Regions from separate parts of the Sus scrofa genome. Here all the other regions are linked to region 1. Evidence: chromatin contacts called from public Hi-C and HiChIP or PLAC-seq data. All regions are on one chromosome and are shown on one strand. The core of a region is the stretch at or near the end of the contact, and the rest is flanking DNA. Distances in the headings are between cores, read along the strand shown.

Region 1 (4,330 bases), core at 1,333-3,832:
ACATTGCTGTGGCTGTGGTGTAGGCCGGCAGCTACAGCCCCGATTTGACCCCTAGCCTGGGAACTTCCACATGCTGCAGGTGCAGCCTTACAAAGCAAAAAAAATTTTAAAAAGGTTTGATGCAGGAGACAGTGTGAGGAAGGCTCAGAGGGGTCAGTTTAGAGTCCCCTGTAGACCAGCGGGCCTGCAGATTGGGGTGGTGGTGAGGGACAGGGAGAAGGCAACCACTGGAGAGATATCTAAGGGGAGAAAAGATGAGACTGGGTGCCCGATTGTTCGTGGGCGGTAAGGGAGAGGGAGGAGTCAAAATGACTCCCTGTGCAGCGCCCCTCATCTCTAGGGAGAGAGGAAGGAGGCTGGCAGCCAGACTCGAATAACCCCCAGGGACCCTGCCCCCCACTGCGCTGAGCTGAGCCTCTGACAGAGCCCCCCTCCACATGCCCCGTTCTCCCAAGGGGTTGACTGGACGCTCTGCTGGCTCCGTGCCCACTGCTCCCTCCCTCCCGCAGTCTGCTCTGCGCCTGCCAGAGGGGAGGGGAGGCGAGGGGAGGGGAGCAGCGGCTGCAGAAGCTCTGTGGGGAGGGAGGAAGGGTGGGCTGAGGAAGCCAGCCCGGCGAACCCCCAACCTAGGAGCAAGCCCAAAGACCTGAGAGGGCCAGAAGAGAGGATGTGACAGACAAAAGAAGAGAAGGAGCAGTCCAGCGTCACCAAACACTGGAGAAGAAAGACACCTGCCGGATCCTCTTGCCCACACCCCATTTTAGAGACTGCGAAACTGAGGTCCAGAGATGGCAACAGTTAAGGAGCCTAGAACTCAGGTGGCAGCAGCCGCATACTCTTCTGCAGGGACCCCCTCACCTGGAGCAGTCCCTTCGACCCTGGTCTGACCAGAATGGATACACAGCACGACAGCCACCACCGTCTGCCCCCCAAGTAGAAGAGGGCAGGTGAGCTGATGGTTCAGGTCCCCCGAAGTCCCCACAGTTGAGAGAGCTGGATTGAAAGACAAAGTCTTGAGGTCGCCCTCGGCTGCAGAACTGAGCAAGGCCAGCCCGCACTGATCTCTCACCTGTAAAATGCTGTATACTGAGCACTGAGGGATGAAGGAAGACTTTGTGACTCCAAAGAAGGCATAAACCCATCTCTCTGAGCAAACTGCTCCCCTCTCCAGGACTCAGTTTCCCCAACTGCACAAAAGGGGACTAGACCCATTGATCTTCAAGGTGCAGTCCATCACTGGACCCCCACAGCATGCTAAAGTTTTAAATTCTAGAGAAAGCATCCAAACCTCAGCACTGCATCCTCCTGGCCCCCAGAACTGGCGCTTGGAAGGCCTCCTCAGGCCTGTCACCAGGGGATCACTGCCACCCCTGCCCAGGTACCACTGGCTCCGTCCTCCAGGCCCCTCGTCTCCCAGGCTGCAAGGCGCCGGCGATGGCCCCTAGGGGGCAGTGTTGCCCCGAACTTGGGCTGCCGCAGCTGCTACCCCCGCCCCAACCGGCGCCACGAGAATACTTGAGTTCTGGGAATGTTTGACACCCCCCGGCACACAAACCGCCCCCCGCTGCCAGCCCCAGCCCCAGGGGCTCCCGCGCCGCTCGCAGCCCGCCCGGTGCGGACTTGCTGCTGGCTCCCCCACCTCTCTCAGCAGAACACACTTCGCAAGGACAGGGCTTTTATTTTTGTTTTTTCCGCAGGAGTGGGGGGCAGGTATGGTCTCAGGCTGCTCGCGCCGCCGACTAGGAAGTCTCTGTGCTCAGAGAGCCGAGGCAGAAATTGGAGGGGCGAGGGGGCTTGTTTTTCCAACAACCTGTCAGCTGCTTCCCCCGTCACCCCCGTATCCTTTTGATAAGGGGTTGGCGGGCATCCACCCTGCACCTCCGCCCCCAAACCTGTCGCCAGGGTTCTCCCAACCCCTCCAGAAAGCGCCCCAGGACGGAGGGTGGAGGCTGCAGGGTCCGATATTCTCGACCCCCTCCACCAGCCTGGTCTTCCCTAGCTCAAGCCCAGGCCCAGGAGCCTGGACACAGCGGGGGTTTGAGGGGCTGGGTTTAGGGGGTGACTTCTGCTAAGTCCCCCACCCCACCCCCCAGCTGTGAGCAGCAAAGTCAGGGTCTGGAGTGAAGACGGTCAAGGAGAAACGGAGGGAAAACCCCATTCAAGTTTGGTCCAACGGTTTAATGGGGGGGGGAGCAGGAAGGATTTAAAAGCCCCGAACCCACAAAGCAGACTTTTTAAAAAATTATAATTGAAAACATCTCGAAGTAAGGGCCGCCAGGAGCGGGCCAGCTCCCCCCGCCCCATCCCCCTCTTCTGCTCCCCGGAGTCCGATGAAGTCATGATAAGTAGGCTGCAAAAAAAAAGGTGGGGGTGTTCGCTTGGAGGGACGGGGGGCACAGGGGTCCCAGGCTGGGGCCCCGCGCGGACACAGTTTGGATACTATGGTTACGCGATCCGACCCAAACAGCGAAGGCGGACAACAATAGCGGCCGCCAGAGGAGGAAATTCCTTCCGGGGTGGACGGCGCGGGGGGAGGGGCGCCTGGCTGGAACGCCGAGGCGGCGGCTCGGCCAATCAGCGCGCGGCCGCCGGCGGTTTCAAGGTGCCCCGCGCCGCGCGCCACCCTCCCCCCCGCCCCCCGCGCGCTCCGCTCGGGCGCTGGAATTGCTGAGACGTTTCCCTGCACGCGCCCGGGTAACCCTGCGGGGGCTGCTGCCCAGGCCGACCCCTCCCCAGCCCTTCCCCCCGCCCCCCCTCCTGGAGCCCACCGCCCCGGGAAGGCTGAGCGTTCCGCTGCCTGAGTTGCTTGCACTTGAGGGAGGTGGGGGGGAGAAAATCCCTCCAAACTACCTCTTTCTGTGGGGTTGGTTCCTGCACAAGCCTGTTTTCTATTTTAAAGCATGTCTCAAGAAAAAATGAGAGAGGAGAGAGAGAGAGAGAACGGCGAAAGCGAAGGTCCACCCCAGCTCCAGCCCGGGAGGCTCTGACCCCTGCCTGCCTGGCTGCGGGGGCTGTTATATAATAAGTTGGGTTATTGATATTGGCGGCCCTGGCCGGGCATCTGGCATGCAGAGGTCCAAGGGCAGAGCTGGCGCTGGAGCTGGCGTTTAGAAACCACCCCCCTCCGCTCACGGTTACCTGCTTTATAATGGACCGGAGGAACCAGGGTCTCCCCCCACCCCAGCCGGCGGTCTGGGTTATTTACGTGGTGGCCATGGCGTGACCGTGCCGCCTCCCCCCCACCTACCAGGGGGTCTGTGCCCAAGTCCCCCCCTCTTTAGAAGCCTCAGATTGGCTCCCAACCCTTTTGCCCCGCGGCCAGGCCCTCCACGATGCCTCCTCTTCTGCCAACTGCCCAAAGCCGGCATCCAGTGCACTGCCGAGCACCGAACTGGTCCCGGTCCTTTTTTTAAGCTGAACCGGGTTTCTGCTCTCTGATGCCTCCTGAGCTCGGAGCACCAGTTGGATAAGGAGTAGGCAGATGCTTCTTATTCATTCCATACTGAGAGATTCACTTCCCTGGAAGGCTCCAACGCTCAAAAAGTATTTGCCTTCCTCTCCCACTCTTTCTCTCCCTCTCTTCATATATAATGGGGATAGCCCTCATTCTCCAGTTCCTCGTGTGTCTCTTTATAAATAAATAATGAGATTTTATTAATTATGCACGTATAGTGTCTGCAAGCAGATTGCTCTGTCTCTTGATGCTTAATATTTTTTTAAAAAAAGGAAGAAAAACCCTCCATACTGAAGCTGGGTTTTTGTTGTTTTTTTATTCCCTGCAAGCAAACAAAACTTCAAGGGGCCATGCGCCCTCCAAGGGGGGGAGAGGAAGGCAGAAGTTGGGGGTAAGAAGGAGGGATTAAAGGGGGTTCTCTGCAGATTTTCCAGGCAGCTGAAGGCAAATTTCAAGTAGCCTGCTTCGTGTTTTGCGACTGAGCTGCTGGTCTGAAAACATACCAAGGTTCGCTTGGGCGTTTGTGTGCAAGGCGGGATGGGCAGCTGTTAATAGTAAACAGGAAACCAGTGAGAAGAGAGCTGGCTGCAGCCCAGTCCCTCTCTCGATTCCGTGCCCCTCCTCGGAGCCCCCGAACCCCAGAGCTTTCAAAACACACTTGGTTTCTGGGCACGTGTGTACCTCACCTATTTCCTGGGCGCCCGACACAATTTCTGGCACATGGTTAGGGCTCAGCAGATATTTGCACGTTGAGCAAATGGAGTGTGGAATACGTACCCAGGGTGGGGGGATGGTTGCACAGTGGCCAGGGCCTAGATCTTGGGGCCCCAGGCCTTGCAGGCCTAGGCGTTGGGGCTTCGGGCCTCAGACAGTGGG
Region 2 (4,330 bases), core at 1,289-3,788, 240 kb after region 1:
ACCCATCCCAGAGCTGCGGCATTGTCCCCCGCTGTCTTCCCAGCCTGCCCCCCACACCTCGGTGTCCACTCAAATGTCCCCTCCCCCTGAGGCCTCGCCCTGTGCGGGCCACACCCCGTCCCCAGTAGTTGACGGCTCACACTGCATCCCTGCCTGGGCACAGCCCTGGGCCCCAGGGAACTGCCTCTCCCACGGTTTCACCTCCGCCCCGGCTGAGGCTGGTGGCCAGTGCCCGGTGTGGACCTCAGGGCCCCACGCTTCGCCTCCATTCGGAACAACTCCGAAGGGCCCCCGGCTCCAGGCTCTCTGCAGGGTCCGCAGGGCTTCAGCCATGCCCCCCTCACCTGCTCGCAGGTCTCTGCGGGCTGCTCCCCAGTGAGCTTCCACCTGAGTCCGCTCCCGGGAACATTTTCCTGCGCGTCCTCTGACACTGGGATGTCCCCTCGGAGACAGCAGGGACCTTGTTGAGCTCACTGCTCACCCAGGGCCTTGCGGCACACCTGCCACAGGCCAGACGCTCAGGGACACTTGTGAGATGAGTGAGGCAAGTGGTTGGGAACTCGGGCCCTGAGCCGAGGCGTGCGCCCTGGGAGTTGCTGGAGGCTCCCCGACATCCCTGGGGAGAAGGGCCCTGGAGCGGGGGCGTCTTGTGGCAGCCAGGCCCCCTGAGTCACGGGGACTGTGTTTCACGTCCAGGGGAGGAGGGTCAGACCCTCACGTCCCACACATGCTTTCTCCCGAAGCCAAAGACGAAGCAAGGCGATGCTGTCTGAAGCCTGAGGTGACCCCCGCCTGCTCCCGTGCCAGCCTTGGGCCTGCGGCTGAGGGGCAGAGCGTCTGTCAAGCACCCAGCCAGAGCCGGCTTGGGAAAGGACCCACAGCGTAAAGGCGCCCCAAAGTAACCTCACCTCTCCACGGGGCTTTTCCAGTTGCACCTACTGGAAACCTCCTGATCAAATGCAGCTGGTAATCCGAAAGTGGGCCGAATCCGAGGGGGATGTGGGGCTTTATCCCCACTTTGCACATGAGGAGACCCAGCATCTGAGTGGAAACTGCACCAGGGGACTCTTAGAAATGGTGTTGCTCCGGTCCTCTGACACCTGCTGGGAATGATCTGAGAACTTTCTAATGGATCAACAAGACACCTGGCGTCCGCATCGTGGCTCGGTGGAAACGAACCCGACTAGCATCCGTGAGGACACGGGTTCGATCCCTGGCCCCGCTCAGTGGGCTAAGGATCTGGTATTGCTGTGAAGAAGCTGTGGTATAGGTTACAGATGCGGCTCAGATCCCGTGTGGCTCTGGTGTAGGCTGGCAGCTACAGCTCTGATTTGACCCCTTGCCCTAGAACTTCCATATGCCACAGGTGCAGATTTAAAAAAATTAAAAAATTGAAAAGGACATTTTCCCCCTTTTTGGCTGCCCCGTAGCACATGGAGTTCCTGGGCCAGGGATCAGATCTGAGCCACAGGTGCAATCTAAGCCACAGCCGCAGCAACACAGGACTTTAACCCACTGTGTCAGGCTGGAGATCAAACCCGTGTCCTAGTGCTAGTGCCCCCAAAATCCCGCCAATTTTGCTGCGCCACAGCCAGAACTCCAAGACAAAGACAAAATGAGAGAGTGTTCACATGTGCTCAAAGCCAGTGTCAAAACATTGGTTCCAAATGCATGTTGCTTAAAAATCCAAGTCCCTAGGAAGTTCCCACGTGGTGGCATGGGTTAAGGACCTGGCATTGCTGCAGCTGTGGTGCAGCCTGCAACTGTAGCTCAGGTTCGATCCCTGACCTGGGAACATCCACAGGCGCAGGTGTGGCAACAATCTGAGTTCCTCTGGTACAATTTTTAGACCAGTGTACCCCCTCCTCTCACAGTCCTGCTTCCTTCCCCCAGACTCACTCTAACTAGGTGGGTGCTCGGTAGTCTGTTCCTGAGGCCAAATAACGCCTTAACATCATCCCCTATTTCCTCCCTCCCTGAGTTTAGAAGAAAGGGAGGTAAGAGGGTGGTGAGGATGAGGCAGGTGGGATTTGGGGATTTGGGGAAGTGGAGGGGGCAGCTGTCATCACATGCGACCTTCCCCGCTCTTCACACTACCCCATGAGGTCTGGGCCTCAGGCTCCTCACCTGCACGGGGAGCACAGAAACACCAGTCCTGGAGTTCCTATCGTGGCTCAGCAGGTTACAAACCTGACTAGCATCTATGAGGATGTGGGTTTGATTCCTGGCCTTGCTCAGTGGGTTAAGGACTCAGCATTGCGGTGAGCTTCGGTGTGTAGGTCTCAGATGCGGCTCGGATCCTGCATTGACATGACTCTGGCGTAGGCCGGTGGCTGCAGCTCGGATTAGACTCCAGCCCGAGAACCTCCATATGCTGAGGGTGCAGCCCTAAAAAGCAAAAAAAAAAGAGGGGGGGCAAGAAACACCAGTTCTGCCAGCCTCAACTTGCAGACAGACCAGCTGCAAAGCACTTAAAGAGAGAAGAGCGGGTGCCAAGCTCCACAGCTCAGCTCCACGGCCCAGGGGGACAGGCCAAGGCCAGCCACGAGGGTTGTCCTCACTCCAGGTTCTGGGACGAGGGCCAAGGCCTGCCCTGCAATACTGGCCTCTTTGCAGGCCAGGCCTCAAGCTGCAAGGTCATCACTGACGGCCGTTTCCTCACAGCCTCCGACCCACAGGCTCAACTCGGGCTCGCTTCCCCTCTCTCCGCTCTCCCGCCGCGCCTCTGGGGGCTTCTGCCCCCTCAGCCTGGCTCCAAGCCACCACCATCACTCACCCAAGAATTACTGCCATGGCCTCCAGCTGGACTCTGTACAGTGGCCCTGCCAACTCGTCCTCCACACGCCCATAAGTGTTCTTAAAAAGAGCCCTCTGACTCAGCAACTCTGCTAGGAATTTATCCAATGGCTGTGCTGGCAGAAGTCCTCTAAGATACGTGAACAAGACGCTCGCTGCAGCATTATTTGTAATAGCTAACGACTAGAAAGAACCCAAATGGCCATCGGTAGATATTAATGCGGCTGCTCAAAAGGACAGCGTAGCTCAAATGTGCTGACCAGGCAAGATCCTGTGATCCCAAGGTATTAGGTGAAGAAAGGCAGGTGTACAAGAGTCTATAAATAGGGTGACGCCAAGTGATGTACATACATGCATCCTGATTATCATTTTAACAGTGCGATGTAAGAAACTCTAGGAGTTCCCACTGTGGCTCAGTGGTAACAAACCCAACTCATATCCATGAGGATGCCTGTTTGATCCATGGCCTCGCTCAGTGGGTTAAGGATCGATCCAGCATTGCCGTGAGCTGTGGTGTAGGTCGCAGACATAGCTCAGATCTGGCGTTGCTGTGGCTGTGGTATAGGCTGGCAGCTGCAGCTCCGAATTGACTCCTAGCCTGGCTACTTCCATGTGCCGAGGGTGTGGCCCTAAAAACACAAACAAAAGCTCTACGTTGGGAGTTCCCGTCGTGGTGCAGTGGTTAACGAATCCGACTAGGAACCATGAGGTTTCAGGTTCGATCCCTGCCCTTGCTCAGCGGGTTAACGATCTGGCGTTGCCATGAGCTGTGGTGTAGGTTGCAGACGCGGCTCGGATCCCGAGTTGCTGTGGCTCTGGCATAGGCTGGCAGCTACAGCTCCGATTAGACCCCTAGCCTGGGAAACTCCATATGCCACGGGAGCGGCCCAAGAAATAGCAAAAAGACCAAAAAAAAAAAAAAAAAAAGTTCTAGGTTGTAGCTACCTTTAGGGTAAAAGACTGGGGCTGCCTTGGGTAGGGTGACAGCTTATATATATAGTGGGAAGCCTTAATTGCCTGGCTTTCAAGGCCCCTTGAGAGCTGGCCTTTCCAGCCTCATCCCAACCCTACTGCACCCCCATTTCCAACCACTCCCCAAAGCACCAGGTCCCTCTGGGCCTCCCTGCTTTCACACGCCCACCACCTGCCCCAATAAACCTTCCACACACACCACCAGCAGCCCCAGCCCTCCTCTTCCTGGTAACCCGTCCTGCTGCCCCCACCCAGCCTAAAACCTGCCTTGTAAATTGGAGGGAGCACAACTTGGGAGGCAGCACTGTCATTTACGGAGGTGACGTGGGCTCCAGCACCTCTCTTCAGAGCCATCCTCCTACAGCAGGAAGTATCCCCATTGACTGCGTGCAGCAAAGTCCCTTGGGAATTGCCCTCAGCCCAAAAAGCCACCTCACCCAAGGTCTCTCCTGCATTGGGAGCAGTGTCATCGGCCACTGGTGACAGGTCATTGGTATTCCTAGAAAGGCTCGGCATCTCGCCCCTGCTGGGGACAACTCTGCTCCAGGGCGCCCACGGAGCT
Region 3 (4,330 bases), core at 569-3,068, 210 kb after region 1:
GGCTCAGCCCGCAGGTGACTGAGGGCACTGGGGCCTCTGGACCCATCCTCATCTAAATCTCAGAAGCCCCCTGGTCAGTCCCCTGCTCCCCTTTAAAAAGGACCTCCTGGAGTTCCCTTTGTGGCGCAGTGGAAGTGAATCTGACTAGGAACCATGAGGTTGCAGGTTCAATCCCTGGCCTCACCCAGTGGGTTAAGGATTCCATGTTGCTGTGGCTATGGAGTAGGCTGGCAGCTGTAGCTCTGATTCGACCCCTAGCCTGGGAACCTCCATATACTGCGGGTACAGCTCTAAAAAGCAAAATAAAATAAAAAGGACTTCCCGTGGTGATAGGATTTTGGCTTATGCATCTCTGGTGTCCCTGCAATTTGGGGTCGGGGGAGGGAAGGAGTTGCATCTCCATGAGGCCAAAGAAAGACAGGGTTTGGGTGGTAAAAGGGAGGGAGCAGTGCGGCCTCCGAGGGGTGTGTGGCAGGCGGTGTGGCCAGAGTGACCGGGCTCTGGCAGGTATACGGACCCAGGAAGGCAGCAGCGCCCGCGGCAGATGAGCGCCCACATTGCCCTTTTCTGTAACACCTGCCAGAGCTGACTGCCCCTCCGGGGGACCCCTTAGCCGGGGTGGTCTCTGGGGCGCCATGAGTGGCCCCCAGTGCTTGGGCAGGGAGCTGGGGCAGGCAGGTGCGTCCTCCTCTGTCCCCCAACCCTGCGGAGCAGCCGCTCAGCTCGCGTCTTCCGTGTCTTTCAGCCTCCAGGCGGAGTTCCTGGGACACAGCCACTGCTGCCCAATTCCATGGATCCCACACGGCAACAAGGTAGAGGCGGGGGCAGGGCGGGCTGCCCAGGTTGTGGGGGGGTTGGGAGCGGCTCCTCCTCCCCCCACTGTCTGTCTCCTCCTCCTGGCCCTCACGGCTCACCCCCTCTCTCACGCAGGGCACCCCAACATGGGAGGATCCATGCAGAGAATGAACCCTCCCCGAGGCATGGGGCCTATGGGGCCCGGCCCACAGGTAACCGTCGCCTGTCCGTCCGTCCATCTGCCTGGCCATCCGTGTGCACCCGCCTTCTCTCCTCTTTCCAAGTCTGTCAGTCTTTCCACGTCGCAGGGGTGGGAAGAGGGCCTGACCAGGGCCTTAGCTGCCCTTTCTGCCCACAACCGGGCAGGTCCCCGGGTGGGTTTGAGGGAGTCCCTGGAGCCAGGGAAGAGGGGCCTCTGAGAGCCGCCCATGGCAGGGACTGGAGGGAGCAGAAGCAGGGGTCTGTAGGGCCCAGCAGTGCTGTGGGTCCCCTGAGCTCCCTCCCTCTCCCAGCAGAGGTTGGGGGTGGACTGGAGCTGGCTCCACGGTCACAGTTTGTTGTAACCTGAAGGCAGCATATGTCACTGACTGCAACTCCCCTTTTTCTGACTTTGGATGAGTCACTTTGACCTCAGTGGGCCCCAGCGTCCCCGCTTGTCCAGTGAGGGGTGAGTCTATAGCCATGGTTCTTGGAGGTACCACCCCAGCCGAGAGGAGGTCAGGCTAGCCGCGGCCCCTGGTGCTCCCTCCAGCCCAGAGCTTTTGACGCTTTCCCACACCGGGGTCCCGCCTAAGATTTCTGTTGCCCAGAAGGGGCTCCGGTGCCCGGAAGAACAGTTTAGAAACCTCTAGAAGAAATGACCTTAAGCGCCCTGCCTACCTCTTCATAGTTACAGCACAGGGGTCGCTCCTTGTGACCCAGCTCCATCCCCACAGGTCCCAGGTCCTGCAGGACCCTCGGGGGTTGGGGGGTGTCTGACGGCCATCCCTGTCCTGGGACCTTCTCACAGTTGGCTCCTGCTCTGCTCAGTGTGAGAGTGCGGCTCTGTGTCCTGCAGCAGCTGTGGCAGAGCGTCCACTGTGTTCTGCTCTCCCTGGGAATTCTCTGGAATCCGATGATCCAGAGCCCAAAGCCTGAGTAAGGAGAGGGGAGCTTCCCAAGGAAGAGCAGGAGGATTCTGTTCTAGGTGTTTCTTCCTTTCTTTTCTGCCCTGCCCGGAAGCCCGCTTGTCTCTCCCACTCCTGCTTGTAGGTGTTTGGCTCCTCCGGGCCCAAGCACAGGTTTCCGGTGTCCCCCTCCCACCTCCCGACCCCAACACACACGCACGCACGCCTCCCCTTCTAGGAAGGGGTGTCTGCCCCCACGCCCGCAGCCTCCCACTCTGTCCGGAATCGTGTGTGCTGCACACCCAGCCTGCTGCTTTCGTCCTCAAATCTTTCAACATCTGTGGTGTTGAAAGATTTTAGGGAGGTCCTTGTCTTTCGTTGGCCCCATAGCCCTAAAAGGAAGCAAGCCCACACCAGTTGCAGCTCTGGCTTTCTTGTTCTCATTTCTTTCCTCAAATCCCCCAAAGCTTGTGTTTTCACCAGCTCCTTTTAAGCCACCAGAGTGGCCCCTTCCTGCCGGGCGGCCTGCCGGAGCTGACCTCGGCAGGGGCCCGTGGGAGCAGCGGCAGGGCCTGAGAGCCGAGCGCTCCCCCTCCCAAGGCAGAAGCTTGCAGATTCCTCAGCTGCACGCTAGAGACACTATCTTGGTGTGGAAATCAGCAGTGGCCTTGGACTCAGAATGTTCTGGGGGGCCTGGGGGATACAAGAGGAAGGAGTATTCTACCACCCACCCCTCTGATTCTTGGCGACCGCACGTCTGCATCTGTGCAGTGGGAAGGAGACCAGGAAATGCCTAGTAGGGGCGCCGAAAGGAGGAGGCTCAAGTTCTCGCCGTGATGCTTGGCACAGAGTAACCGCTTAGTCAGTCCGGGGGCTTAAAGCCAGGGTGCAGAGAGCTCCTGTTGTGGCTCAGTGGGCCAAGAACCCGGCTAGTATCCGTGAGGATGCAGGTTCGATGCTTGGCCTCGCTCAGTGGGTTGAGGATCTGGCATTGCCGTGAGCTCTGGTGGAGGTCAAGGATGCGACTCGGATCCCACGTTGCTGTGGCTGTGGTGTAGGCCAGCAACGGCAGCTCCAATTCGACCCCTAGCCTCACTTGGGAACCTCCAAGTGCCACACATGCAGCCCTCAAAAGCCAAAAAAACCCAAACAAACCAAAACACACCCCTGTTCAGGACTCGAGCTGCTTGGGTTTGGTGATGGCTCCGTGTTTCTTTTGCATTTTTTTTTTTTTTTTTTTTTTTTTTTTTTGGCAAAGGCCATCAACAGCTTGTTCATAAGCCTGTAGGAATATTGAGGTTCCAGAAGCTGGGAGTGAATGTTCTCAGACAGACCAAGAGCAGAGTGTTCTGGAAGGTTAGGAGTCACTGAGCAGTGTGCAGTGGTGGAGCTCTGTCGTGGGCCCTGAAGTTGGCACCCAGAGGGGAGGGAGTGGCTGGCACCCGGGGGCGACTAGCTGGTCCAACCCACCCCCGCCAGCCTCCAGGGCTCTGAAAGCATCGCTCTTGTTTTTCATTTTCCAGTTTTAAGGGGTGTAATTGACGCACAGCGCTGTGTACATTTCAGCTGTGGAGCGTCCTGATTGGACTTAGATCCGTTGTGAAACGATTCCCACAGTAAGTTTAGGGAACATCCGTCATCTCCTAGAGATACAAAATTAAGGAACTAGAACCAAAAAAAATCTTTGCTCCTTGCGATGAAAACTCTTTAACAACGTCCATGCATAACGTACAGCAGGGCTCATCATCTCTATCATTTTGTGTCCCATCGCTTGCATTTGTAAATGGGGGTTCAAGCCGTTTGACTGCCTTCACCCAGCCCCTCCCCGCAACCTCCTCCCCCTGCCACCTGCCGTCCGTGGTGACCACAAATCTGATCTCCTTCTATGAGTCTGTCTCTTTTTGAAGTACAGTTGACCTGCAACCCTCAGTTAGTTCCTGTTACGCAATGATCCGGTATTTCTGGACATTTCAAAATGATTACACGATAAGTCTGGTTACTGTCATGTGTCACCATGCAAAGCGTTGCAGAGTCTCTGACTGTATTCCCCATGCCAGGCCGCTCATACCCACGACTCATTTGTTTTGCAATTGGATGTTCCTACTTCTTCATCTTCTTCTGCTGCTTTCCCCTCACACCTCCCCACAACCACCTCTTTGTTCTCCTTATCTGTCTGTTAACTCTTTGTTTTGTTACATTTGTTCATTTGTTTTTTAGATTCCATATATGAGTGAAATCATGGACTGTTTGTCTTTATCTGCCATATTTCACTTAGCATAATTCCCTCAAGAGCCATCAATGTTGTCAAAAATGGCAAGATTTCGTCCTTTTTTACGGCTGAGTAATATTCGTGTGTGTGTGATCTTCTTTATCTGTTCATCTATTGATGGACACGTAGGTTGTTCTGTATCTCGGCTATTGCAATATGC
Region 4 (4,330 bases), core at 796-3,295, 150 kb after region 1:
TTTCCTCTCTTCCTTGCTTACCTGACCACCTCACTTTATAGCCCAAAGGGCTCAGATCCCCCTCTGCCCAGTCCTCTGCTGTGAGGGTCATTCTCTCTATTTGTCCCTTGCTGGGCTTGAGCTCCCTCTAAGTCACTTGGCCCTGCATGATTAGAGCAGCACACAGCAGACACTCAAGGAGTGAAGGAGTCTGGCCCGTGTTCTCGGAGGGCTCGCTGTGTGCATGTCCTGGTGCTGAGGTGGCACATCCTTCATTTGATTTGCACGACAGCTCCCAAGACTCAGCATCGATCCCCCCATTATTCACGGAGGAAGAGGTTGGGGCTCAGGCAGGGGAAGTTCCTCGCAGGCCCCTCGCCTGAGGGCTGCCCTGCAGCCTCTGGAATACTTGGGTGATGCGGTGAGAGCTTTCAGGATGGAAGCCAGGCATCCAGCCACTTGACATCAGGCCAGGGACTGTCCTTGTCAAGCCCTCAGTGTCCTCCTCTGGAAACGGAGGGCACTGGGATGAGTAGAGGGTGGTGCCAGAGTTCTCTCTGAAGTGCCCATCTAGCCCTGCTGCACTCATGCCTGCATATCTCAGGGAGCCTCTCTCCTCTGCTTCAGGATGAAGCCCACATGCCCCTCATCCCTGGGCATGGACAGAGGGGCTCCTCGGAGATCCCGGGACATGCCGCATCCCCCCAGCACCATGCAGTCCTGCCGCCCAGGATGCCCGCTGCTGCTCTCAATTGCTGGGAGGGCAAGTTTCTCTTGCCAGCTGGGCTCTAGGTTCTTTTTCTTTTTTCTTTTTTTTTTTTTTTTGTCTGTTTATTGATTGATTGATTGATTGCATTTTAGGGCCACACCCACAGCACATGGAGGTTCCCAAGCTAGGAGTCAAATTGGAGGTGTAGCTGCTGGCCTACACCACAGCCACAGCAACGTGGAATCCAAGCTGCATCTGCGACCCACACCACAGCTCAGGGCAATGCCAGATCCTTACCCCACTGAGTGAGGCCAGGGATCGAACCCGCGTCCTCATGGGTACTAGTTGGGTTCATTAACTGCTGAGCCACGATGGGAACTCCTCTAGATTCTTTTCCCAGCAATTCTTTCCTGCCTCCTCAAGGTAGAATAAACTGTTCCTGGCTTTTTGGGTTTTGTTTTGTACTTCGTTCATTCATCCATCCATTCATTCCACAGACTCTTTGGTTGACCGCCTCCCGTATGCCAGGATGGTGCTACTTGCTAGAGTTACCGGGACAGCTTACCTCTGTGGGTTAAAGATATCTGTTTGTCTCCCCCACCCGGTTTCCTTGAAATCAGGGCCTGTCCGTGTGTCTCTGCCCCAGGTTCCTCGCCCCTGGATGATGCTCAGAGTCCTGACTGCCCAGCAGCTTGGGTATTAACTCTAAAACCTGTTAGGTGTTGTCTTTGGCTTCTTTGAAGCCAGGCCTCTGCCCTCCTTGGTCTTTTTTCTTTTAGGCATTGCTAGCATTTGTCATCTCAGAAGTTGGCTTTTCTTCGACATAACTTTAAATTTGGTGCTTTCCCCCTCTGGGAGTCACTCGTATTTGTGTTGAATCTAACCCGCCCCCTCCCCGGGACCTGAAGCCCCTGGAGGCCGGGGGCACATCTGTTTCGCCTTGAACTCCTCTGCCCTCTCACTGCCTGGTGTGTAGCAGGTACCTGGTGCATGAGTGGATGGCAGGAGACAGGGGTTGTCGCCCTCCGGAGGCGTCTGTGAGCCAAGGGAGCCCCGATTCTTCTTTTAGAACCTGAGAAATTGGGGGGTCTGTCCAGATGTGAGTTTTGAAACCAGGCTCCCCAGTGCTGGTCTTTGTGGTTGGTTCATTCCTTGGGCCTCCCAGGCCACCTGCCTCCTTCAAAGAGAAGGGCCAGCAAAAGAACAGTAAACCCACCGGAAAGACCATGTCTTCGCTGCTGCTGCTGCTGCTGTTGCTTCCTCCAGGACTCTGTTTTACAACCTAATAAACTGATGCAGAACCTGCTTTGGGCCATTTTTCCTGGAGGTGGTCATTGTCCCTTTGAACAGCTGGCGCCTGCCTGGAGGGTTGATCATTAACAAACTCGGGCATGGTCTGCGTGGTAAAGGCACTGACGCAGAGTGGGCTTGCACCGGGAGGGGCGGTATCGAGGACCTTTCCGAGTTGAGCTCAGGGTGGGTTCCAAGCGAGGACCAGGTTCCACGGGAAGGAGCCCTGAGCGTCCCTCTTCCCGGGGAACTCTTATTAGAGGAAAATCCGGAGGGTTCCCCTCCCCTGGTTTTCGTACCCCACAAAAGCACTCTGACCCTCATGGTGGCTGGTGTAGACCTGGCTTGGAGCTACACAGGGGTTTCCAGTCCCATTTCCGGAGGAGCGTTTGACGATTTAAACAGTCACCATGTCGGGGGATGTGGGTCTTATTAACGCGGATCCAGTTCTGTGACCTGGGCTCCAGTTCAGCTCATCGCTTGGAATTTGTCTGAGATGGTAATCAGCTCATCGCTGAGCCTCTGGTGTCCCACCTGGGGGGTGGGGATAAGGATGCATCCCTGGTTCTGCTGCTTGTTGTAAGGATTGGAAAGAATGTATATAGAAGCACTCGGCACGTTTGCTGCTCATAGTGGTTGGTTCCCTGCCCTTCGCCCCTGAGCAGAGTCTGCCACAGGCAGCATGGCATTGAAAGCATAGAACCCCGAGGATTCAGGCACAGAATTGCAGCATTTTGCAAGCCTCAGGTAGCTCCCTGATGAAACGGGAGTACCCCCTTGTCAGGTGGCTGAGGGAAGACAATGAAATGGGAAGAGGAAGGTGCAGATAGCCTGGGATGGGACGGCTCACCTTCCCATCACCCCTTCACTAAGGTTTGAGGATGTATGAACTGGTACAGGTCCGGATGGTGCAAGAACTACAAGAGTCTAGAAAATGTTTGCCGTGGGAGAGCAGAGGGGAAGGGGGGAAGAGTCAGTGGAGGATCTGGAGAGGCCACTGGGTGGTGACGCCACCTCCTTCATCAGAAGGAGACCTGCGTGGGGGCAGGGGAAGGCTTGGGGACGTGGTCCTTTCCCAGCATCCTGTTCCTTTAAGCCCAGGCTTCCAGCTTCTTCTCCAGGAGGTGAGACTCTGCAGAGAACTGCTTGGAAAGCTCCATCCTCCCCCTCCCCCCATCTCTGGGGGTGTGAAGATGAGCTGGTGTAACTATAGCTTGGTGTTTTGGTGTCTGTGAGAAAAGCAGAATTGGCTCAAGCTGCTTTCTCAGTTAAGGGGATTTAAGAGGGAAAAAAAAAAATTAATCCAACCCTGGTGATCAATCTGACACCTTCCCTTTGAGCCCCAGATGGCTGCTTGGGGTGGAAAGTTGGCCACTGCTGCTGTTGGGGAATGGAAGGGTGTATCTGTCTCCGTACTGCAAAGTATGGCTCTCTGTACGCACATGCACACTCTTTATAAAGCCTGCCTGCCTGGTTTGGGTTTTTGGAGGGTATTTCAGCATTCCCAGAAGGTTCCTGTTGGTTAAATGTCATTCTTGGAGGTGTCATGTTAACAGGGTTTGAAACCAGGTTTGTGTGCCGTGGTTCCTCTCCCCCCGCACCTGGCCTCCCCTTGCTAAAGCCCCGGGGCCTGGAGGTGAGGAGCGGGCTTGGAGGAGGAGGGAGATCCAGGGATCGCTCTCCTCCTGCTTCAAGCCGGTGCTCCTTGTCTTTGAAAGACAACTTTAGGAAAAGTGGGGGACGTGAAAGGAAGACATTCCCTTTAGCATTATTGTGTCACAGTTTCTAGACTTGGACACAGTGCTGTCGGTCAGCCCGTGTCTGTGGTCTGCTGCTTTTTCTTTGGCTAGCATGTTTCCAGCTCTTCCTAACCGTCCTCTAATAGCTGCCCAGGCTTTGTTGAACTCTTCCTCTGTGACTGGCTGTTCCTTCCCATTCTCCCTCCCAAGCGGCCACTGTCCGTAACACTGCAACGAACATCTTTGCGTTTCATTTTGGATGCTCTCCTTGGCATAAATTCCCAGAAGTGAAATCACGAAGTCAGAACGTGTGGACCGATCCTTTCAAGATCCTTGTGTCATTTTGCCAGGTTACGTTCAAAAGGATCGTCTTGACTCACGCTGATGCTAGAAGAGATAAACGGGTATTCCGACTGCATCTTCACTTACACCGAGGATTATAAAACACTTTTTTTTTTTTTTAAGGAAGCTCTCTGTTGGCAGTAGATGAAAAATGTTACAACCCTGACTTTCCTCTCTTGGTACCAACCACCAAGTCCAACGGCAGCGGGCGTCTTGTGGCGCCAAGGGGAGTGCGGTGCGTCCTCTCTGCTGTTCCCTGAGTGCCAGGGAC
Region 5 (4,330 bases), core at 625-3,124, 130 kb after region 1:
CTCCAGAAGGAGGAGACTTCTGCCACCGGAGCAGTAGGTCAGGGTGCAGTGCTCCAGAGCTGGCCCCTCTCCAAGGCTGTCTGGCCACCCCTTTCCCCTGGTGGGTGGGAAGGTGTGTAGCCAGAGAACAGAAAGAACTTGGCCAGTATCTCACAGCGGAGCCCGTGAAGGCTATTCCTTGGGCCGCAGTTAAATTGTTTAAAGGTGATTAATCCAGTACCAGGTACCTCCTGGATGGGCATCTTTTCACTGCCCTGCACGGTGGTGGCTCAGGGTGGTGGCGCCAATTTGTGGAGGAGGAAATGGGAGGTACAGTGAACTTTGGTTGCTTGTTGCAGGATGAGGCAGAGGCAAGGCGGTGTTGTGGTGTTGGAACTCCAATCTTTGGATTCTGTAGCTTGGTACCTCCCAGGGTGGGGGCCTCAGCGACAGCCTTGGTTCTTGGATTGGCTCTGGTGGGGACCCCCTGCCTCCCACTAGCCAGGGGTGCTGTAACCATTTAGAGCAGCCTTCGTTGCTTCCAGCCATCTGGGCCTGGGGGACCAGTGGTTCCCGGAGACCCCCCGCCTTCCTCCCCCACCTGGTTCACCTCCTTCTTCTGTGTCCTCCCTTTCCACCTCTATGGGGCCCCAGAAATTCCTCTCTCTCCCCCTTATCAATCACCATTTCCCTGGGAAGCCACTGGGGATCCTGGGAAGGTTCTGAGGGTGATGAAGCAGAATTTGCACTGTTCCGAGAGTAACTTTCCGTCATTGGCGGCTAAAAATAAAATGCGTCCTTGCTCCTCACTGCCTGTAGGCTCTCTTTTGGGGTGGTATGGGGAGCCACTTTTCCATCCGTGCTCCCTCCCTGCCAGCCCTCAGCAGCCGTGAGGATTCCCACAATTTGGGGCAGGAGTGGGCTTGATGCCACTCGTCCCCCCGAGAACTGGGCCCCCAGGGCCTCTCCAAGGAAGTGCTCTGCTCCTCTGTCCAGCGGGCGCTTGGGGACACCTGGGGGGTGGGGGTGGGGGGCAACTCCCTTTGCAAATATCACCGCAGCCAAAGAGACACGGCGCCCTTAGAGGACTTTCTTTGTTCAGCCTGCTTCATTTTGATATCTGGAATGCACAGGGGCACGAGCGATAAATTAATTTGTTCAATTAATTTTGTAAATATTGACCCAGCTGAAGTTTCATGCCAGTCACATGTCAGGCACCCGAGGGCTTACCAACAAGCGACATGACACAGTCCCTTCCTTGAAGGCCCTTTATCCTTGGGGTGGGGCGGCACAGGGTGGAGGAGAAAGATGTGAATGTTCAGACAGAACCCAAGCTGCAGGGTCCTGCTCCCCACGCCACCCTTACTTCTAGAATTCACTCACCTGTCTGCCTGAGTGGGGAGTGAAAACCGTGCATTGTGCCTGTCCCTTTTTAAGGGCACTTGCAGTTCCCATGTCCCTTAGTAAATGTTTTTTTGAGTGCTTACTGGGTGCTGGGCCTGGGCCCCTGCTAGAATTTTACTTGTATTGATTTCCCTGGACTCGGCGAGCCTCTGATGACTGCTGTCACTCTTATTTTCCAGTTGATGCAACTCAGGCCCAGAAAGGTTAATTAACTAGCCTCAGATCCCACAGCTACAATGTTGCAGAGCCTGGATTCAAATGTAAGCACATTCATTCCAGAGCTCCTCCTCACTGCTGGCTGTAGAGACACGTCTACCCTGAGAATGTATCTGTTACGCATCCCCTCTCTGCCTCGTGTGAATTACCTTAAATAGATGCTTTCTCTTTAAAAATCTTCGCAATGCTTTCCATTTGGTCGTTAATATTCCTGCTAACCCTGTGGAATAAGGAAGCACTCCCCGGCCCCAGTCCGCCCTTCTCTCCTTGAATCCAAGCTCTCTGTAGAGGGCACTAGACTTCAGAGGCTGGAATGAAACCCTGTGGTCTGAATCCAGAGCCTGTGGGTGAGAGAAGGGCCCAGAAAGCCTCCTGCAAACTGTGAAGTGCCTCATGCAGTGAAGGGCGTGGGAGGAAAGGTGTGTGCGCAGAACCCTGGCTTGTAACACAGACCTCACGCATCCTACTTGGGGATTTCTCGCACAGTTGTCACGGTCTGGTTTCAGGTACCTGTGAAAAATTATGGTGATTAAAATGTAATTTGGAATCCCCTGTTGGCTCCCAGCAGCTGGTCCAGATGCGGGAGGCTGGGGCTGTCCGGGCCCGAACAAGCTGAGGCTTGTTAGGGGTGTCACTTTGCTCTGCCCTTTGTGTTGCTGCGTAGAAGGATGGGGGCACGAGATACAGGAGCTATTTTTACATCATTCGCGTCATGTTCAGCATTACTGGATGTTTGTGGTTGAGTCCCTGTTTAGCCTCCGCCGGGAAGCGAGAACTCCCTTTGCTGCCAGGGTCTGTATGGAAAGTCAGGCTCAAACCCTTGGGTGTATATAGATGGAGTTCTCTAAAGGCGGAGGGGAGGGCTCCAGTGGCTTTGCCATCACCTGGCCAGCTTGGAGTTGTCTTCTTAAGGCTTAGATTTGTCCAGGGCTCTTCAGACTCCTTCCGGGGGTAGAGGGGGCAGCGCAGGTGAGAGGCCATGGGCCCATCCACGCCCTTATTTATTCCACAGATGGTTTTCCAGTTGTGAGATACATACTAGATCTTTTTCAGGTACTTGCAGAGTGAAGCCAAATAAAGTATTAGCCTTCAAGGGTTTTATAGTCTGGTTGGGGAAATGGAAAATAAACATTTGCTTTAGCGTATACAAGCCGAGCATCTGTGCCCGGCTCTGTTGGAGGTACTGGGAATCCAGTGTCCTCATAGTAGGGACACGGGCTGTGGGAACACAGCAGAGGGGCGCGAGGGTCACTCACGCATGCGTGGACAGAGGCAGCTTCTTGGAGGAGGCAGTGCTTTGCAGGAGTTGATCTAATGAACTGGGGGATGAGTGGTTTCAAGTATGTACTTGGGGTTTATCTGCTATTGAGTGTTATTTGTAGATGTTTTCGGGAGTTGGTTTGGGGAACCCCTGTGGCTACCAAAATCCGTGGATGCTCAAGTCTCTTACATCAGGTGGCCTGGTACGTTGGGCCCTCCGTATCCGCGGGTTCCCTCTCCACAGATTCAACCACCCTGAGTGTTGCGTGGACAAGGAACCTGTGGATATGGAGGGGCGAGTGTAGGCACACATGACATCATGGGTGATTATAGTCCTTCTGTCTTATTCAGTTGAGGTCCTGGGATTTTATTTTTATACCCAAAGGGCTCACTGTCTTTGAAACGTTTGAGAAAAAAGCACTGTATGTCAGCCAAGCCCTGTTGCTTCGGCGCTTGGAGACTGGAGGTCAGCCTCGGCCACACCAAGTCTGCCCTTGAAGTCTCTGCCGCCTCTGGCCTCTTGGCACTTCCTGCCCCTCGTCCTCTTTAAGAGGGCAGGCCAGAGGGGGTTAATGCACAGCCGGAATCGAGGCAGCCAGGTCCCCAAATGCTGGTCCTGGCCTGGCTTGCCCACAGGGCTGGAAGTGTGTGTGCAGGGGACGGGCATGGGGTCCTACCTGCATGTCCTGTGGACTGGGGCGTGTGGCTCTGGGGAGGAAGGGTGTGGGCAGGTCCCGCTGTTCAGATGAGCGGTGGGGCCTTTGCAAAGTGGAAGTAGAGAGAAGCAGGGCTCCCACCAAGAGTTTGCAGAATGCGTCCTGGTCCAGCGTCCCTTCCCCTTGCCCTCTTTGCCTGCATCATTCATCCAACGTCGTTTCTGCCAACAGAGCCTCCCAGCAGCCCCTCTCCTCTGCCACGCCCAGGGCAGGGTGTGGAGGAAGCCGGTGAGTTAGGTATGGCCCTGCCCTTGGGGTGGCTGACCGTTCTGGGGGTCCCCCCTGCCCCCGCCCAGGTGGCCACCGGGCCTGATGTGACATGTGCCTTCTGAGACCCTCTGCACATAGCTGGCATGTCTGGAGTGTCCCCACTATCCTTGTGAGCCACATGCTGACACTGCAGCCCGCCAGGCCCTGTCCTTGGCGCGGGATTATTTGCAGTTAGTATTCCAAATGTCAAGTTCCCCTTGACTTGAACTGAGCAGACGAAACAAAATGGCAGGCAGATTAGAAGGGGCTTGAGAAGCCTTTTAGGATTTGAAAACCTTCCTCTGTTGACTTTGAAAAGCTGCTGAACCGGGCGGCTCTGCCAAGGCGGGGGCGTCGGCTCGGTGCCCACTGGCTTCCTGGGCCTGGGAGGGCCGGGCTGGTGTTCCTTTCTCCTCCCAGGTCCGGGGAGCTGGGGGAGCCCCCCGAGCTGGTGCAGGAATGAATCCAGTCCCTTCTCCTTAGTGGGAGGAGGGGGGGAGGTGAGG

Evidence for each region. A called contact is a pair of places that touch in the nucleus more often than the background predicts. HiChIP or PLAC-seq counts read pairs in DNA pulled down with a chosen protein or histone mark.
Region 2: a contact with region 1 is called in an H3K27ac HiChIP or PLAC-seq map of skeletal muscle, with 5 times the contacts expected there. The contact joins two enhancer-like sites. A contact is called at or near these places in 1 of 47 Hi-C or Micro-C datasets (embryonic fibroblasts) and 2 of 2 datasets of contacts at active chromatin or transcription factors (alveolar macrophages and skeletal muscle).
Region 3: an H3K27ac HiChIP or PLAC-seq map of alveolar macrophages shows a contact between it and region 1. The contact joins two enhancer-like sites. A contact is called at or near these places in 3 of 47 Hi-C or Micro-C datasets (embryonic fibroblasts, fetal skeletal muscle and omental adipose tissue) and 2 of 2 datasets of contacts at active chromatin or transcription factors (alveolar macrophages and skeletal muscle).
Region 4: a Hi-C map of fetal liver shows a contact between it and region 1, with 3 times the contacts expected there. The contact joins two enhancer-like sites. A contact is called at or near these places in 1 of 5 promoter capture datasets (liver), 24 of 47 Hi-C or Micro-C datasets (alveolar macrophages, blood, embryonic fibroblasts and 13 more) and 2 of 2 datasets of contacts at active chromatin or transcription factors (alveolar macrophages and skeletal muscle).
Region 5: an H3K27ac HiChIP or PLAC-seq map of skeletal muscle shows a contact between it and region 1. The contact joins two enhancer-like sites. A contact is called at or near these places in 4 of 47 Hi-C or Micro-C datasets (embryonic fibroblasts, fetal liver, liver and 1 more) and 2 of 2 datasets of contacts at active chromatin or transcription factors (alveolar macrophages and skeletal muscle).

The regions. Positions count from the first base shown.
Region 1 is chr6:157,841,954-157,846,283 of Sscrofa11.1, forward strand. LOC106508664 (a long non-coding RNA gene) reads right to left here. Exons shown (of 3, transcript XR_002345181.1): 2 at 4,232-4,330; 3 at 3,752-3,999. Among named protein-coding and RNA genes, the nearest start is that of ACOT11, 12 kb to the left of the region's middle. Within about 2 kb of position 2,583, at least 72 of the 83 cell types and tissues checked have an H3K27ac peak or open chromatin away from gene starts, as enhancers often do. A contact at or near this core is called in alveolar macrophages, fetal liver, liver and 2 more, where this site is marked.
Region 2 is chr6:158,086,828-158,091,157 of Sscrofa11.1, forward strand. No RefSeq gene overlaps it. Among named protein-coding and RNA genes, the nearest start is that of MRPL37, 55 kb to the right of the region's middle. Within about 2 kb of position 2,539, at least 39 of the 83 cell types and tissues checked have an H3K27ac peak or open chromatin away from gene starts, as enhancers often do. A contact at or near this core is called in alveolar macrophages and skeletal muscle, where this site is marked.
Region 3 is chr6:158,057,458-158,061,787 of Sscrofa11.1, forward strand. SSBP3 (single-stranded DNA-binding protein 3) reads left to right here. Exons shown (of 17, transcript XM_021096596.1): 7 at 746-812; 8 at 931-1,007. Among named protein-coding and RNA genes, the nearest start is that of MRPL37, 84 kb to the right of the region's middle. Within about 2 kb of position 1,819, at least 25 of the 83 cell types and tissues checked have an H3K27ac peak or open chromatin away from gene starts, as enhancers often do. A contact at or near this core is called in alveolar macrophages, omental adipose tissue and skeletal muscle, where this site is marked.
Region 4 is chr6:157,995,531-157,999,860 of Sscrofa11.1, forward strand. All of the region lies in intron 4 of SSBP3 (single-stranded DNA-binding protein 3), which reads left to right. Among named protein-coding and RNA genes, the nearest start is that of SSBP3, 86 kb to the left of the region's middle. Within about 2 kb of position 2,046, at least 5 of the 83 cell types and tissues checked have an H3K27ac peak or open chromatin away from gene starts, as enhancers often do. A contact at or near this core is called in fetal liver and liver, where this site is marked.
Region 5 is chr6:157,976,312-157,980,641 of Sscrofa11.1, forward strand. All of the region lies in intron 4 of SSBP3 (single-stranded DNA-binding protein 3), which reads left to right. Among named protein-coding and RNA genes, the nearest start is that of SSBP3, 67 kb to the left of the region's middle. Within about 2 kb of position 1,875, at least 13 of the 83 cell types and tissues checked have an H3K27ac peak or open chromatin away from gene starts, as enhancers often do. A contact at or near this core is called in skeletal muscle, where this site is marked.